5 separate regions of the Mus musculus genome follow, and all the other regions are linked to region 1. The links are chromatin contacts, called in public ChIA-PET, Micro-C and promoter capture Hi-C maps. All regions are on one chromosome and are shown on one strand. Each heading gives the region's core, a stretch centred on a gene start, on an enhancer-like site or on the middle of the called end of the contact. The rest is flanking DNA. Distances are from core to core; before and after follow the strand shown. Region 1 holds the start of Dag1 (dystroglycan 1). Region 2 holds the start of Usp19 (ubiquitin specific peptidase 19). Region 3 holds the start of Gmppb (GDP-mannose pyrophosphorylase B). Region 4 holds the start of Apeh (acylpeptide hydrolase). Region 5 overlaps Bsn (bassoon).

Region 1 (2,542 bases), core at 32-2,531:
ACCATGGCCAGCTCATTCTCAGCCTTTCTAAAATGGTACAGTCTTAAAGTCAGAATCTGAGAAGCCATTAACTCTTCAGTTTATTAACATCCAAGGGATGGCCTGCTCTTGCTCTCCTGGATTTTAGTTCCTCTTCCTTTTCTAGGCTCTATGAGTTAGTCACGTAAGAATTGAGAAATTGCAAACAGGTATTTGAGGTAGGGCATTTCTTCCTGAAAATTTTTTCTCCTAGACTCTTCTGAAGAGAACTGCCCGTCCTTTAGGCAGGAATCCCAGGCTGAGTAGCCGCCGGGTCTGTATTCAGAATGAGTTTACTGATAACAGCTTGTGTCTGAAACTCCAGCCTGGCCCTAGGCCAAAGAGGAATGGATTCCTTCTAGCAGTGTGGGGTCAGTTAGGAAGGGAGCAGAGCCTACCACAGTTCTGATTTCCACAGGTATTATGCACTGTCAGGTTTAGTAACTTGTTAAATCTCCAGTCTCTGGAGTTTGGGCCCTCTGGTGAGCCCAGGAGAGTTAAGAACTACTTTAGGACCCTCCATAAATGGGGGAGGCCAGATTCTAGCAGTAACCACCCATCTAAAGAATGTGGGCCACCGGGGGGTGAGTGACCTGTGCTAGCGGGTCAGAGCTATTTTGAGCTCCAGAGGAGGCATTGGATTTTAGCTTTCCAAGGAGGGGGAGGGGAAGCCTGTTGTATGGCCAGCACTAAAGAAATGGGTTACCTTCCTGCCCACCCACCCGGATCTGGCCTTAGTTTCTCCATCCATATTAAGGAGAGGGTAACAAGGCCTCTCTTCCTTTGCAATTGGGAGGGCGCTTCCTGAGTGTTTGAATGGTTTAGATACCGCTTGCGTTTTGCTCGAAGGAAATTAGGGGGCAGCTGTGTGGTGGCTTGTTGTGGCCGGACCGGTTCGCCGGCCTGTCCATACCTCGATTTATTCTTCGGGAGAAGTTGGGAAAGGTGCCCCTCCCCCACCCCAGCTAGCAAGCGCTCCCAGCTACCCGGACTGGCTAAGGCGTGTCCCGGGACCCACTTGGTCGACTTCGGGGGCGGGGCCTCTACGTCGGGGCGTGGCTTTTGGGGCGGGGGCGTGACAGGCCAATGGGCAGAGAGGTGCGGGACGGGGCGGGGCCTGTGCGCGGGTGCGGCGCGCTGCGGGGCTAGCGACGCAGGCAGAAGCGGGCCGCGCGCTGAAGGCTAGTCGGCGCCGCTCCGAGTCGGCCGTGGGATTGGCTGCGGCACTCGCGTGTCAGGCGGTTGCTAGGCTCCGGCCGCGCGCCCCGCCCTCGCGCTCGGCGCCCTCTCACCGCTCGGTACGTGATCGCGCGGAGGCTGCGGCGCGGCGCTCGCGCTCCTGGGGCTCGGGGGCGGCAGCGGCGGTAGCTTCGCGCGGAGTCCCCGGGGAGTGGCGGCGGTGTCCCTGGGCCCGGAGGAGCGAACACCTGCCGCGGCCTGCCCGTGGTGCTGGGTGAGTGCGCCTCCCGCCTCTGCCTCCCGGTGCCTGCCTGCTGGGGCCGGGATCCCCGCTGCAGCCGACCGAGCCTTCCGCGGAACACCTGCTGCTGCTCCCTTTCGGCCCGGGGCGGGGACACGGCCACGGACGTCCTTGCGGGTGAGGAGGCGGCGCCGCCGCCGTCCGTGCGGAGCCGCCCCTCGGCTCTCCGTCCGGTAGCTGAAGGCTGAGGCCGGAGCTGCGCGCCGCGGCGACGGGCCAGGCCTCGGCCCCGGCCCGCGCTCCCGGGAACGCGGGGCCTGTGCATCGGCCGCGGGCGTGTGCGGCCTGCGGGCTGCCTCCGGGTTGCCAGTGGGGGTCGCGGCCCAGTTAGGAGGCATCTCTACTGTGGGGCTCCTGCCAGAGGCTGGGAAGGGCGCCGCCCCCGCCTCTTGCTTTGAGCTGCTCCGAGTCTTGGGGTTCTTTCCTCCCCCTCGGTTGCGCTTCTGTGGGAGACTCCTTTACTACCTTTGCAGTGGGTATTTGGGAAATCAGGTTCACTTGCGAGTATATTTGGAAAATGTTCCCAGAGGGAACACCATGTTGACTCAGAGTCCTTTGCTATAACTCCCAAGTTCATTTATTGACAAACTCAACGGGCAATTAAAAACACACCTCTTAATCTCTACAATTTGAGAAGCTTTTGTTAAGTTGAATTACATCAAGATTAGTTTTCGTGGTGATGACGAAGTTTTGACTGGTCCGCCTAGTCTGGGACAGTACCTTTATAGCCTAGAGGTCTAACTTGAGAGTCCAGCCTGCTGTTTCCCTAAATAAGCGAGTAGAAGTAGTTCTTGGCGTGGAAGCCAGACTCGTGAAGTGAGGGTGGTGTTTATAGAACATAACTCCAGCTAGAGTTGGGTGTGCTTCCAGATGTTTTGGAATCTGATGGAGATGGGGTGTTGCAATCATATTAGTATATATTGTGCTTAATGAGCAAGAGACATACTTTCAGAATGTTCTAGTTTAGAAAAAGAATTCCACGGTAACGGGTTGTACAGATCGATGGTTTAAATATGGAGAATTGAAGTTCTTTTTGCCTTGAAG
Region 2 (2,542 bases), core at 16-2,515, 230 kb before region 1:
GCTCCTATTTTTTGCCATAAACCAGCTCCTGAAACTTGATCTTTTGTTTCCACCTAAAGAAGGATCGATCTCTCTCTCCTCAGCCTTAAAGATTAGGAGTGGAGGCGGGTGGTGGTGGCGCACGCCTTTAATCCCAGCACTTGGGAGGCAGAGGCAGGCGGATTTTCTGAGTTCGAGGCCAGCCTGGTCTACAGAGTGAGTTCCAGGACAGCCAGGGCTACACAGAGAAACCCTGTCTCGAAAAAAAAAAAAATGAGGAGTGGACTCCAGTTTTAAGACACGGTGATAGGCTTAACAACGAAACAGACATCACCCCTGTCTCCAGGTTCCTTCCTTCATCATCAGCTCTGAGCCACGGAGGCCTGATCTGTTTCCCACCTGTGTGTGGATTCGGGCTCCCTCCATCCAAAGTGAAGTTCTCAAAACTAGTGAGGGTGGAGATGGAACGTAGACCTAGTACTAGCCCTGGCAGCCTCAAGCCCGGCTTGCGAGACGAAGGAGATTGAACTGTAGCCTGTGTTCCCTTAGGGGAGAGTGGGGTGATAAAAATACCCTTGGACGATAAGAGTGATGAGCGGAATCTTTAGTGACAGTCCGTCCAGGCCTCTGGGCAGAGCACCCGCCGTTTCCTCCTTACACCGAGGCCCGATTCACAGCCGGAATCCCTCCCCCATGCTCTGAAAGCCGTCGAAGCGGCAGAGAAACTATCCGGAGATCCCAGCTGGTTAGAGAAGCTGCGCAGAGTTACTGAACGCAGACCAACGCCCCGGCTAGGATGCTGCCCTCCTCCAGCCTCCGAATCCCAGGCCTGCCACCACCTCCTCCAGGAAGCCACCCTCGCTCGCCGCTAATCCTCTTAAAAACAGAGAGGCCGGCCACAGGGGTAGCATAACGGCTCGGTCGGCATCGGTAGGCCGAGCACGCCGCGAGGCTCGAGATGTCGGGGCTGGCACGGCCCGTGACCTTGAACAGGCCCGCCCCGGGCCAACCTTGCGGCCTTCCCCCGCTGCGGCCAAACCGGCGACTTGAGGCCCACACCACTCACCGAGCGAGACCGCCGCCACCAGCCCTCTTCGGGCCCTGGCAACACGCTCTCGATTCCGGTTCCGGCGTCGGGTCGGTTCCGGTTCCGGCGCGCCCCTCCCCCGTCCCGGCTCCTCCGCCACCGCCGCCTTCGCCGCTGCTTCAGCCGCTTGTTTTGTTTCGACTTCTAGCTACGGCTACGGGAGGCGGGGTGCCGAGCTGATGACGCACTTCCGGCAAGAGTGGGAGCTCTTGGTGAAGGGCAGCTTTGGGGAGGGCGGGAAAGGAAGAGGAGGGGTTCCGGTGCTCGGCCTCTGCTGGTAGCCTACAGCTGATGGCGTGTATAAAGGTCCTCCGCCCCTCCCATCAAAGGCCAGACAACACAGAGGAGGTTCACACAGGTTTATTGAAAGCTCTTGCTAGCCAGGAGCTCTTTAATGTGCGGACGATCGTGTGCAGAACAGTGCTTGGCGACAAGGCTAGGCCCTAGGGAGTGGTCACTGGCAGGTGTTGTAGATCTGGACCTGCAAGTTGATGGCCTGGAGCACACTGCGCATCCTGGCTTCCAGCCCATCCAGCTGGGCCGCTTTGCCCTCCAGTGCACGCTCGTTCTCCTCATATGTGCCCTCCAGCTCTAGAAGGGTCAAGAAATAGTTCAAGTCTTTTCTCACGCAAGCCCACCTTTCTAGCTCCCGCCCACCATGGTCCTCACCCTGTAGCCGCTGCAGCTTATCCTGAGCGGCCTGCAACAGGTCCCGAGCCTCATCCCGCAGTTGTTCTGCCCTGGCTTGTGCAGCCAGAACACCTTCAGCCTTCCGCTCTGCCAACGCCCTCACTGTTTGGTATTGGTCACCTACTTGTTCCCGTAGTTGCTGCAGATGTAAGAGGCAGGGTCGGTATACTAATTCAGTGGAATTCTAACTATAATACCCCTACCCCATCCAGAGGGCTTCGCCCAACCCACTTTCTCAGCCTCCCTGGCACGGCTCTGGGCACTGCCTGCTGTTTCTTCCGCTGTAGATGCTGCCAGGCTATTTCCTGCCCGTTTCAGTTTCAGGGCCTCCAGGAGGGCGTCTAATTGCCGAGCCCGCTCACCGGCAGAGTTCAGAGACTTCTCTGCACCTGCCATCCTCTCCTGGACCTGCCACAGAAAGGCCCAGGTTTAACAAATCCACCTTTAGTACCAGCAACTGAGAAGGAGAAGCAAGTTGATCTCTGTAACTTCCAGGCTGCCCAGGGCTACACAGTAAGACCTCCCTGTCCCAGACAAAGCAAGCCAGATCCTTAGTACATGCCCATCACCTCGTCCTAAGGAAGTCATACCCGCTGCAGGGTCTGCTCTGTGTTTTGTGTGTCAACCACTGCTCCCCAGATGGCACCCTGAGCAGCTCCTTGTGCCCTCTGAGCCTCCTCCAGTGCCGCTTGGACTGTCTCTGCCTTCTGTCTCTCACCCTCGGCCCGGCTCCTGAGGAAGAGGGGAGATCAGGGTCTACAGGTATCAGGACCAGGTTTCAGGAAT
Region 3 (2,542 bases), core at 27-2,526, 210 kb after region 1:
TGTGGCTTCTCAACAAAACGGTGGATGCGGCCTGTGTCAGCCTCACATACCACCACACCATACTTGGAAGGCTCTTCCACCTTGGTAACCTGAATATAGAGGTGGAGGGTACCTTAGGCCTAGTCCAGTTTTCTTTACTCTTGATAAATATGCCTATCCCACATCTCAAAGGCTCTCCCCCAAAGACATTCTGCATAGCTTTGTAGCAAAACAGAGTTTAAGACCAGGGGTCAGGAAAGACTCCATGTGAGGGTGGGAATGTCAGAGGAAATCTTCTCTTACCAAGATGGAGCCCTCTTGGCCATGGTGCCGATGAAACTGCACCATGGCTTGGAAGGGGAAATCACATATCACATCACTGTTGAGAACGAAGAAAGGGTCGGCAGTCTCAGATAGTAGGTCTCGGGCCAACGCCAGAGGCCCAGCTAGAGAAGGGGACAAGTCATAAGTTACCACCTTGCTAGGGGCCTAGGTCCAGACTCCAGAGGCCCCACCCATCCGCCCAGATTGGATACCTCTTTGCTGGCCCTAAAGTTTGCCCAAGGGCCTTCCTTATACTGACCTGTCCCCAAAGGCTCCTCTTCATGAGACATAGAGATTCGGATTCCAAGCTGGAAAGAAGAAGCCATCTGGTTATGTTCCTCCTCCAATGGTAAGAGCCCCAGGGACCTAAAGAAAGGGCTAAGTCCATGCCTCACCCTTTGCTCTTGTGCCTTCATTTCCTTCTCCAACATCTGTGACATGTAGCTCACTGCCAGGATCACGTGGTCCACACCTGCCTGTCAGACACAATAAGGTGTGCTAGTTGACTGGCTCAGTCACAAGGTATGACCACCCCTGGCCTCCCAGTCACTATCCATCCCTCTTCCCGCCATAACAGACCCACGGCCTTACCGCAGCAAGCGCCTCCACTTGATGCAGCAAGATGGGCTTATTGCAGAAGTCCACCAATGGCTTCGGAGTGCTCAACGTCAGCGGCCGCAACCGTGTCCCATACCCTCCCACCAAGATCAGTGCCTTCATGGCGTCTGCAGATGTTAGAAGTGGATCTATCGGTCCAAAGTACTTACAGGCCGCCTGACCGACCCCTGCCGCGCACTCCCAACGCCGTGCCCTGACCTGCACGTTTCACCAACTAGACTGACCAACTCTGGTGTCACCTCGCCCCCCTGCTCTACCCTGATGTGGGGTCCAGGATCAGCCAGAACAGAAGACGAGGAACTGGTTGGAGACCGGCTGGTCCGGAGTTCCGGCCGGAGGCGGCGCAGCCAGTGACGTAACAGGGAGAGCCAATCTACGTGGCAGGGCCGCCCGCAGCCGAGCGTCAGACTTTACGCTGCGGCGGACGTAGCCAATTAGATTTCCAACGCCCTGGGCTGCCATGGGGACCCGGAGAACTCGCGAGTCAGATGCCCATTGGCGGATCTAAAGGCGGAACCGAAAGAGGAGGCTTAGCTTCCTATCGGAACCCAGTCCGCCACGCGGCAGCTGCCATCTGCCCCGCCCCGCCCCGCCCCGCCCCGCCGACGCCGCCTACCCCCCCAAAGGCCACTCCAGGTTCGCCCTGATGACCCCGCCCCTCAACACTTGCTCTGACCCCTATATCCAACCCCTCCCGTGCTGCCTCCCCCGACCCCCCACCCCCAGTGTCAGCACTGTCCCGCTGCACCTGTCCCGACCCAGCTCAGCCCGATCCCTAGACTAGCCATGTCGGCCCAACCGGAGGCGATGAAGTTTTCACACAGACTTGGACAGAGTTCAGTTTCTAGAGGCTTTATTTTGACGTATACGACCAGACACAAGCGGGCGGATAGCGCTGGGTGTACAGAAAAGGGCCGGCTTGGGCCAAGCACTCCTCTCCACCACACAGAAGACCTGGGGAAAATGCAAGCGCGCCTAAGCGCCAGTGGAGCCACGTATGCATCCAGGCGCAGGTCTTAGGGTGTGTAGCTTCCAGGAAAGAGGAGCAGATAACAATTTCCAGAATTCCAAGTCTTACATTTCCTCCACAGAAGCAAAGGAAATTTCCCCAGGTTCTCCTTTTTCCTCGTTAAAATGTAGTTTTTAAAATGAGCACACACACACAACCAACTTATATAGCTGTAAAGTTCAAAGCAGTTTGCATCTAGGGAACGTGCACGTGGCCAGATGTGAGCGAATGAGCAGCGGATACTGAACGGATACTGTCCGAGCCCAGGTCCCTTGCCCCTAGGAGAGAATGAATCCCCACACCACTGCACGGCCCACAGCTGAGAGGGGTAGAATCCCAGGCAAGGACATTGCTCTACTGGTCCCTTCCTCTTCCAGCAGCACCCATCCCATTTCACTCCCACCCATCTCCCCGGGCTGGTATGGGCTTGGCCCGGGAAATACAATGGAAAGGGGTAATGTGAGCTCCCAACCCATGATCCCTAGTTGCACTTTGGTCCCAAATTGATGATTGGGAAGGCAGGACCTGTCAGGAAAAAGACAGGGCTCTAGCCTGGGACAGGCAGAAGAGCAGTGGTAAAAGTGTTCGCACACACTTGCCACCACCTATCAG
Region 4 (2,542 bases), core at 31-2,530, 170 kb after region 1:
TATCAAACAAGCTTTACATCTGCCTACCTTGTTCGAAACTCCCCCCCCCCCCCCAGTCCCCCATGGCTGAGACTTTAATCCTTAGTATAGTCAAGAATAGTTCAAGCTGGATATCATAGCCCACACATTTAATCCCAGCTCTTGGGAGACAGAGATAGGTGGGTCTCTGTGAGTTTGAGGCCAGAACTACGTAGAGAAACTAAACAAATATAAGTTAAGCAGCACTAGAAAATAAGAAACAGAGATTAAAGAGTATCAATTTTGCCTCAAGTAAGAAAGAAAGCACTCATTCAAGGGGGCCCATAGCTGGTCTAAAAGACCAGCCACTCTCAAGCTATATGGAGGAGGGGGAGATACCTACTGTTGCCCAACCACTCTTGCTCTCTGCTGTCACCTAAGTCAACCTAGTCCTGTGTCGTGTGCAGGAGACTGTCTGCCTAGGCTCTTCTTTCCACAGCACGCTCGCTGCTCTTAGGTGAAGTCTGACCCTCCACATCGGCCCTTGGAGTAGGTTGAGACCCAGTCGGCTCACGATCCGCAGCAAGGAGCTTCTGAGAAGGGCGGGTTAAGGCTGTGGCAACAGATAGCTTTAGGGGCAAGTCTGGTGATTGATAAGCCAGGGTAGCACCCAGAGAGTTCAGCACCGCCCTTTGCCCGGCGCCCCAGGGCTCCACCCGGGAACCTAAGTTTCCCACTCCTAATCGCCTGGCTTGCAGTAGATGGGGAGAGCGCTGAAAGAGATCCCTGCGACTGAGGCGCCCCGCAACATTCCGCTTTCACAGACCCGCTAGTCTCTGTATTCGGTTCCCACCCGTCCCCGCCCCCGCCCCCGCCCCCTCATCCTTAAGGATCATTAGTGTTCCTCCGAAGCCCCACCCTTCGAACGCTCAGGGCTTTCTCTCTGATCCCGCAGCTTTCAGCTCACAGTCGGCTGGAGTCCAATCCTACTTCCTTCACTCCTCCCAGACCTGCCCTGTCTCTGAACACCGGCTCTGTATTCTGCTGCTATACGTCCGCCCTCACTCCTCGGAGCCTCCCCTCTCTAAAAATCCCAGGACTCGACTCCCTGATTCTGCCTCCCACTTGCCTAGTCTTCGACTGAATTTTTGTTTCCCGCTCCTCCCCTCCGGGCGGCTCCTTCGTAGGCCCCGCCTTCTTACTATCCAGGCCCCGCCCCCTGCCGACTGGCCGGAGCTTATACAGGGCCCTGCGGGTCCCAGGTCGCCACTGAGTGTAGCGGAAACTGGGGACCGCCTTAGGCCCCGCCCCCGGAGCTTCACTTCCGGGACTTAGCTGCTACCGAAAGACCGACTATGGAGCGTCAGGTGAGGGCTCGGCCCGTGGCCCCCGTGGCCTCCGTAGCCCGGGCTGAGCCTGACCCTGGTGTGTCCCCTGCGCAGGTGCTGCTGAGTGAGCCCCAGGAGGCGGCAGCGCTGTACCGGGGCCTTAGCCGCCAGCCTTCGCTGAGCGCCGCCTGCCTGGGCCCGGAGGTCACCACGCAGTATGGGGGCCTCTATCGGACTGTGCACACTGGTGTGTAGACCGAGGGAACTGGGTGGCGACGGGCCGTGCATCCAGGTGGAGAGATGGGGACTGTGGAGGGCACGCTGCTTGACACGGGTTTGGGGAGGAAACCCAACTGTAGTTCCTGCGCACAGGTGTTTTGGGGGCTGCACTAGCCTTACTGATAAATAATTCCGTAAATGAGTTGAAGGTGTGGGAGTAAAATTCAGACCTGAGTGCAAGGTGTGGGCCTCGCAGGACTCTCCGGCCCTTACATTCTACAACCCAACAACAGCTATGTTGCCCTTAAAATTCTGTGGTTGGTAGTGGGTTCTCTCTGACCGTCAGCTCAGGCTCTGGGAGCCTAGGCTTAGGTTATATTAAGTGAAGTGTTGTCCAGGCTATACTCAGGCTGTCCGGAGACAGACTGGGAAAGATAGGCCTTGATTGGTGGGCAGTGGTCCAAACTGGCCCAGACAAGTTGAGCAGCCCCCTGCCTCCCTTGCAGAGTGGACTCAGAGGGACTTGGATCGAATGGAGAACATCCGATTCTGCCGCCAGTACCTAGTGTTCCATGATGGAGACTCGGTGGTGTTTGCCGGGCCTGCGGGCAACAGTGTGGAAACCCGGGGGGAGTAAGTGTGACAGGAGCAGTCTGTAGACAAGACCGCAGCCACCTGCCTTGCTAGCCTTTCATAAATGTCGCCATGTGTCCTTAGGGTGTTGTGCTCTGTGCCTATCCCCTTCAGGGACAACTTTGGGTGGCTTCAGGGGAGCAAAGAGCAAGGTGCCTGACCCCTGAGAGCTTGTCTGGTCTCTGGAGACATGGCCTGATAAATACTAGGAGCTTCTTCTAAACTAGGGCCTAGGTCCCTAGGACTCTGGAGACAGTCGAGTCAGTAACCTAAGGAAGAGAAAAAAGGCCAGCCAGCTTGAGGCTGGGAGTGCTTCATGGGCTGGTATGATTTCAGAGTCCCAGTTAGCTGGGAGATAGCCTCCTGTGCGGCCAATTCTGATTTTATAACGCCAGACCTAAAAG
Region 5 (2,542 bases), core at 18-2,517, 140 kb after region 1:
GCATGGGGAATGAACATGCTTGGGGCTAGGGCATGAGAGGGGCACATCTCAGCTTCCAGGGAGCACACTGCACACACTGGGTAAGGCTTCCTTCTAGGAGGCAGAAAGGAGGAGCTTGGGTATACCCAGGGCCATGGGGTGGAATGGACATTACACAATCGTAAAAGTCCAGCAGCGCTGAGACTGGCCGTGCCTGTGGCCCAGTGTCTGAGTCTTTACCTTTTGGGTTTCTTTTGTGGGTGTTTGTTTGTTTGTTTGTTTATTTATTTTGAGGGAGGTATTTGGTTCTGTGAGACAGAATCTCTCTTTTTAGCCAAGGCTGGCCTCAAACTCATGGCAACTCTCTTGGGTCAGCCTCTCAAAATTATAGGCCTGAGCCACTGTACTGAGCTGCCCTGTGGTCCAGCGGCGTGGAAAGCCAGGTAGCTGGCCATGAGGTGTAGATCAGGATGGGCCACAAGAGCTGGCACACAGGCAGCTCCACAAACTCAGAGAACAGGCCTGTGGCCTCCTTTAGACAGTGTCAGGATGCCCAGCATCCCACACAACCCCACACAGTCTCCCAGTCCTCACTGGCCGGTGACTCAGAGACCACAGTTCTCACATGCTTTGGGGTTTCCCCATACTTCACCCCCCACACACACTTTACTTCCTTCCCCTTGTGTGTGGATTGGAAGCTCTAATGATCATCTTTGGTTTCCATGAGAACCGGGTGTGATGCTGTGCTCGGACACTTGTGCAGAAATGCCGCCTTGAACCACTGAGCTCCTCGGTACACGCCTTTACATCTCCCAACTGGAGCTGATGATTGTTCTTGGGAGATCTGTATCTTCCTGTCCCCAAAAGGACTAACAAGGCAGAGGTGGTCATCAGTCTCCCCGTTGTCCATTCTCTGGCTGCTCACCAAAGAGCCAAGCAAAAAGGACAGCCAGCCAGCCAACCTCCCTCTGCTGGGGCTGGGCAGGGCTTAGCAAGGGAGACAGTCATATTCTGAGTGGGTGAATGAATGAAGTAAGGAGATAAGACTCAAGGGAGAGAATGAATGGGTGGACGATCCAGAAACGGAAGGATCAGGGGTGGAGGTGGGGGCACATTGGGGTGGGGCTGAGATGGAGGTAGATTGAATGAATGAGTTGATACCTCAACAGCTGTGCTCAGACTCCTAGGTGTGGGCGTTGCACATGGCCTGCCTTTCACCCATACCCAGGAGGAGGCTTTGGCCAGTCCTCTGCCCAGCTCCTCCCAGCCTCCGTGCTTGTACACTGCTCCTGCTCCCAGTGGGCTGTGAAGGGCCTCCAGCAGGCGGGTCAAGTGCTTATTTTTAGCTCTTCCTTCACACACCGCCTTCTCCCCGCACCCCCCCCCCCCCGCCCGCCCTTTCTCACTGCTTACAAAGCAGAGCCAGGAGCAAGAGAGCCACCAGGAAGCTTTCCTGAAACCCGGCTGCCTCCATGAATATACCTGTGAAGGAGCAAAGTCCCAGCCAGCCTGTGACCACTGGCAGCATGCCTACTAAAGGCCTTACTTGTGGGTACAGATAAGCAGGCCTCTGCAGGGGCTAGCCCCGGACACGGGCTCTGCCTTTGTCCATGCTGCCCTTCCAGGGTACCCTCACTGTCTTTTAGATTGCTGCTTCTGGAGTGGGTTCAACAGACCAGAGGTGGTTCAGAGGTGTGTCTGAGGCAGCAAAAGTAACAGGACACCATTTTTTCCTATGCCTTGGCTCTTTCTCAAGACATAATGGTCTTTCTCATGGTACTGCTCCTGGGAGGAGCCCATGTCTAGGCACTGTGACAAGGGCAAGTGTGCACTGAGCAGTTAGTAGGGTGCTGTTCTGGGCTGGGCTAGGCTGTTACCCTCATTCCCATTACCTCATGTAGCCAAAGCAACATATTCCTGTCCAGCTAGACCTACTGTGGGTCTAGAACCCCTGACTCAGGGACCAGAGATGTCCAAGTCCCAGCCATGTGCAGTCAGCTGGGATTTGAAGAATTGGTTTCTAGCAGTCTTAGGACTTCCTGCTGATTCCTTTGACATATTTATCATGGCTTGTTTAGGGCTGTGGGTTCCAGGAAGGGCTTCTATCAGTCACTTCTCATTGCAGTGACCAAATTGCAGATAGAAGGAACTTAAAGGAGGCGAGGTTTGTTTTGACTGCCACTTTAGAGGGGACCATGGTAGCCGAGGTGGCACTGATTGTGGCAATGGAGGCTTAGGGCACAGCTCATTCACATCTTACCAGATCAGGAAGCAGAGAATTTGATCCGGAACCAGAAGTAGGTATCACCTTCAAAGACCTTCCCTTAGCAACCCATTACAGCTCCTTAGAATCTATGTCCAAAGGTTCCACCACCTCCCAAGCAGCACTAGCAGCTTCGGACCAAGTATTCAGACACACAGGCCTTTGTTTTGTAGGAACAGTTCACATTCAGACTATAGCAGTGCTGGTCCCTGTGTGTCATCGCCATCATGACCCTGTCTTCAGCCTTTAGCCCTGGTCCTGAAACTGAGTGATTTTTAAGAGTGGTGGCTAATAATAATG

Evidence for each region. Promoter capture Hi-C pulls out the DNA fragments that hold promoters and counts their contacts. A called contact is a pair of places that touch in the nucleus more often than the background predicts. ChIA-PET counts read pairs in DNA pulled down with a chosen protein or histone mark.
Region 2: a contact with region 1 is called in a Micro-C map of embryonic stem cells, with 3 times the contacts expected there. The contact joins the promoter of Usp19 here to the promoter of Dag1 in region 1. A contact is called at or near these places in 4 of 39 promoter capture datasets (the C10 cell line, cranial neural crest and neural stem cells), 3 of 484 Hi-C or Micro-C datasets (CD4 T cells, cardiomyocytes and embryonic stem cells), 8 of 115 datasets of contacts at active chromatin or transcription factors (bone marrow-derived macrophages, embryonic midbrain, embryonic stem cells and 4 more) and 4 of 9 other capture datasets (adipose tissue, liver, macrophages and 1 more).
Region 3: an RNA polymerase II ChIA-PET map of memory CD8 T cells shows a contact between it and region 1, with 103 read pairs. The contact joins the promoter of Gmppb here to the promoter of Dag1 in region 1. A contact is called at or near these places in 2 of 39 promoter capture datasets (erythroid cells and pre-B cells), 1 of 484 Hi-C or Micro-C datasets (embryonic stem cells), 6 of 115 datasets of contacts at active chromatin or transcription factors (bone marrow-derived macrophages, differentiating embryonic stem cells, embryonic stem cells and 3 more) and 3 of 9 other capture datasets (adipose tissue, liver and pancreatic islet).
Region 4: a contact with region 1 is called in a promoter capture Hi-C map of the HPC-7 cell line, with 6 times the contacts expected there. The contact joins the promoter of Apeh here to the promoter of Dag1 in region 1. A contact is called at or near these places in 26 of 39 promoter capture datasets (the 3T3-L1 cell line, the C10 cell line, the HPC-7 cell line and 15 more), 3 of 15 datasets of contacts at CTCF or cohesin (the NIH/3T3 cell line, embryonic stem cells and pro-B cells), 55 of 484 Hi-C or Micro-C datasets (the 63-12 cell line, B cells, the C3H10T1/2 cell line and 35 more), 33 of 115 datasets of contacts at active chromatin or transcription factors (the 230-238 cell line, the SCID.adh cell line, bone marrow-derived macrophages and 22 more) and 5 of 9 other capture datasets (adipose tissue, embryonic stem cells, liver and 2 more).
Region 5: a contact with region 1 is called in an RNA polymerase II ChIA-PET map of memory CD8 T cells, with 28 read pairs. The contact joins the enhancer-like site here to the promoter of Dag1 in region 1. A contact is called at or near these places in 3 of 39 promoter capture datasets (cranial neural crest, hippocampal neurons and liver), 10 of 484 Hi-C or Micro-C datasets (CD8 T cells, the G1E-ER4 cell line, differentiating embryonic stem cells and 6 more), 15 of 115 datasets of contacts at active chromatin or transcription factors (the 230-238 cell line, the SCID.adh cell line, bone marrow-derived macrophages and 9 more) and 3 of 9 other capture datasets (adipose tissue, liver and pancreatic islet).

What each region holds. Positions count from the first base shown.
Region 1 is chr9:108,262,554-108,265,095 of GRCm38.p6, reverse strand. Dag1 (dystroglycan 1) reads left to right here and starts at 1,281. Exons shown (of 4, transcript NM_001276482.1): 1 at 1,281-1,471.
Region 2 is chr9:108,489,399-108,491,940 of GRCm38.p6, reverse strand. It overlaps Usp19 (ubiquitin specific peptidase 19), which reads right to left and starts at 1,265. Exons shown (of 27, transcript NM_027804.4): 1 at 1,046-1,265. It overlaps Lamb2 (laminin, beta 2), which reads right to left. Exons shown (of 33, transcript NM_008483.3): 30 at 2,347-2,488; 31 at 1,988-2,164; 32 at 1,736-1,895; 33 at 1,411-1,657. The coding sequence ends at 1,521.
Region 3 is chr9:108,047,998-108,050,539 of GRCm38.p6, reverse strand. Gmppb (GDP-mannose pyrophosphorylase B) reads right to left here and starts at 1,276. Exons shown (of 9, transcript NM_177910.4): 1 at 895-1,276; 2 at 699-779; 3 at 563-611; 4 at 283-425; 5 at 1-89. The coding sequence starts at 1,023. Ip6k1 (inositol hexaphosphate kinase 1) reads right to left here. Exons shown (of 6, transcript NM_013785.2): 6 at 1,758-2,542.
Region 4 is chr9:108,093,218-108,095,759 of GRCm38.p6, reverse strand. Apeh (acylpeptide hydrolase) reads left to right here and starts at 1,280. Exons shown (of 22, transcript NM_146226.2): 1 at 1,280-1,325; 2 at 1,401-1,533; 3 at 2,012-2,138. The coding sequence starts at 1,314.
Region 5 is chr9:108,118,931-108,121,472 of GRCm38.p6, reverse strand. All of the region lies in intron 3 of Bsn (bassoon), which reads left to right. Among named protein-coding and RNA genes, the nearest start is that of 4930447F24Rik, 14 kb to the left of the region's middle. Within about 2 kb of position 1,267, at least 143 of the 459 cell types and tissues checked have an H3K27ac peak or open chromatin away from gene starts, as enhancers often do. A contact at or near this core is called in CD8 T cells, the G1E-ER4 cell line, bone marrow-derived macrophages and 3 more, where this site is marked.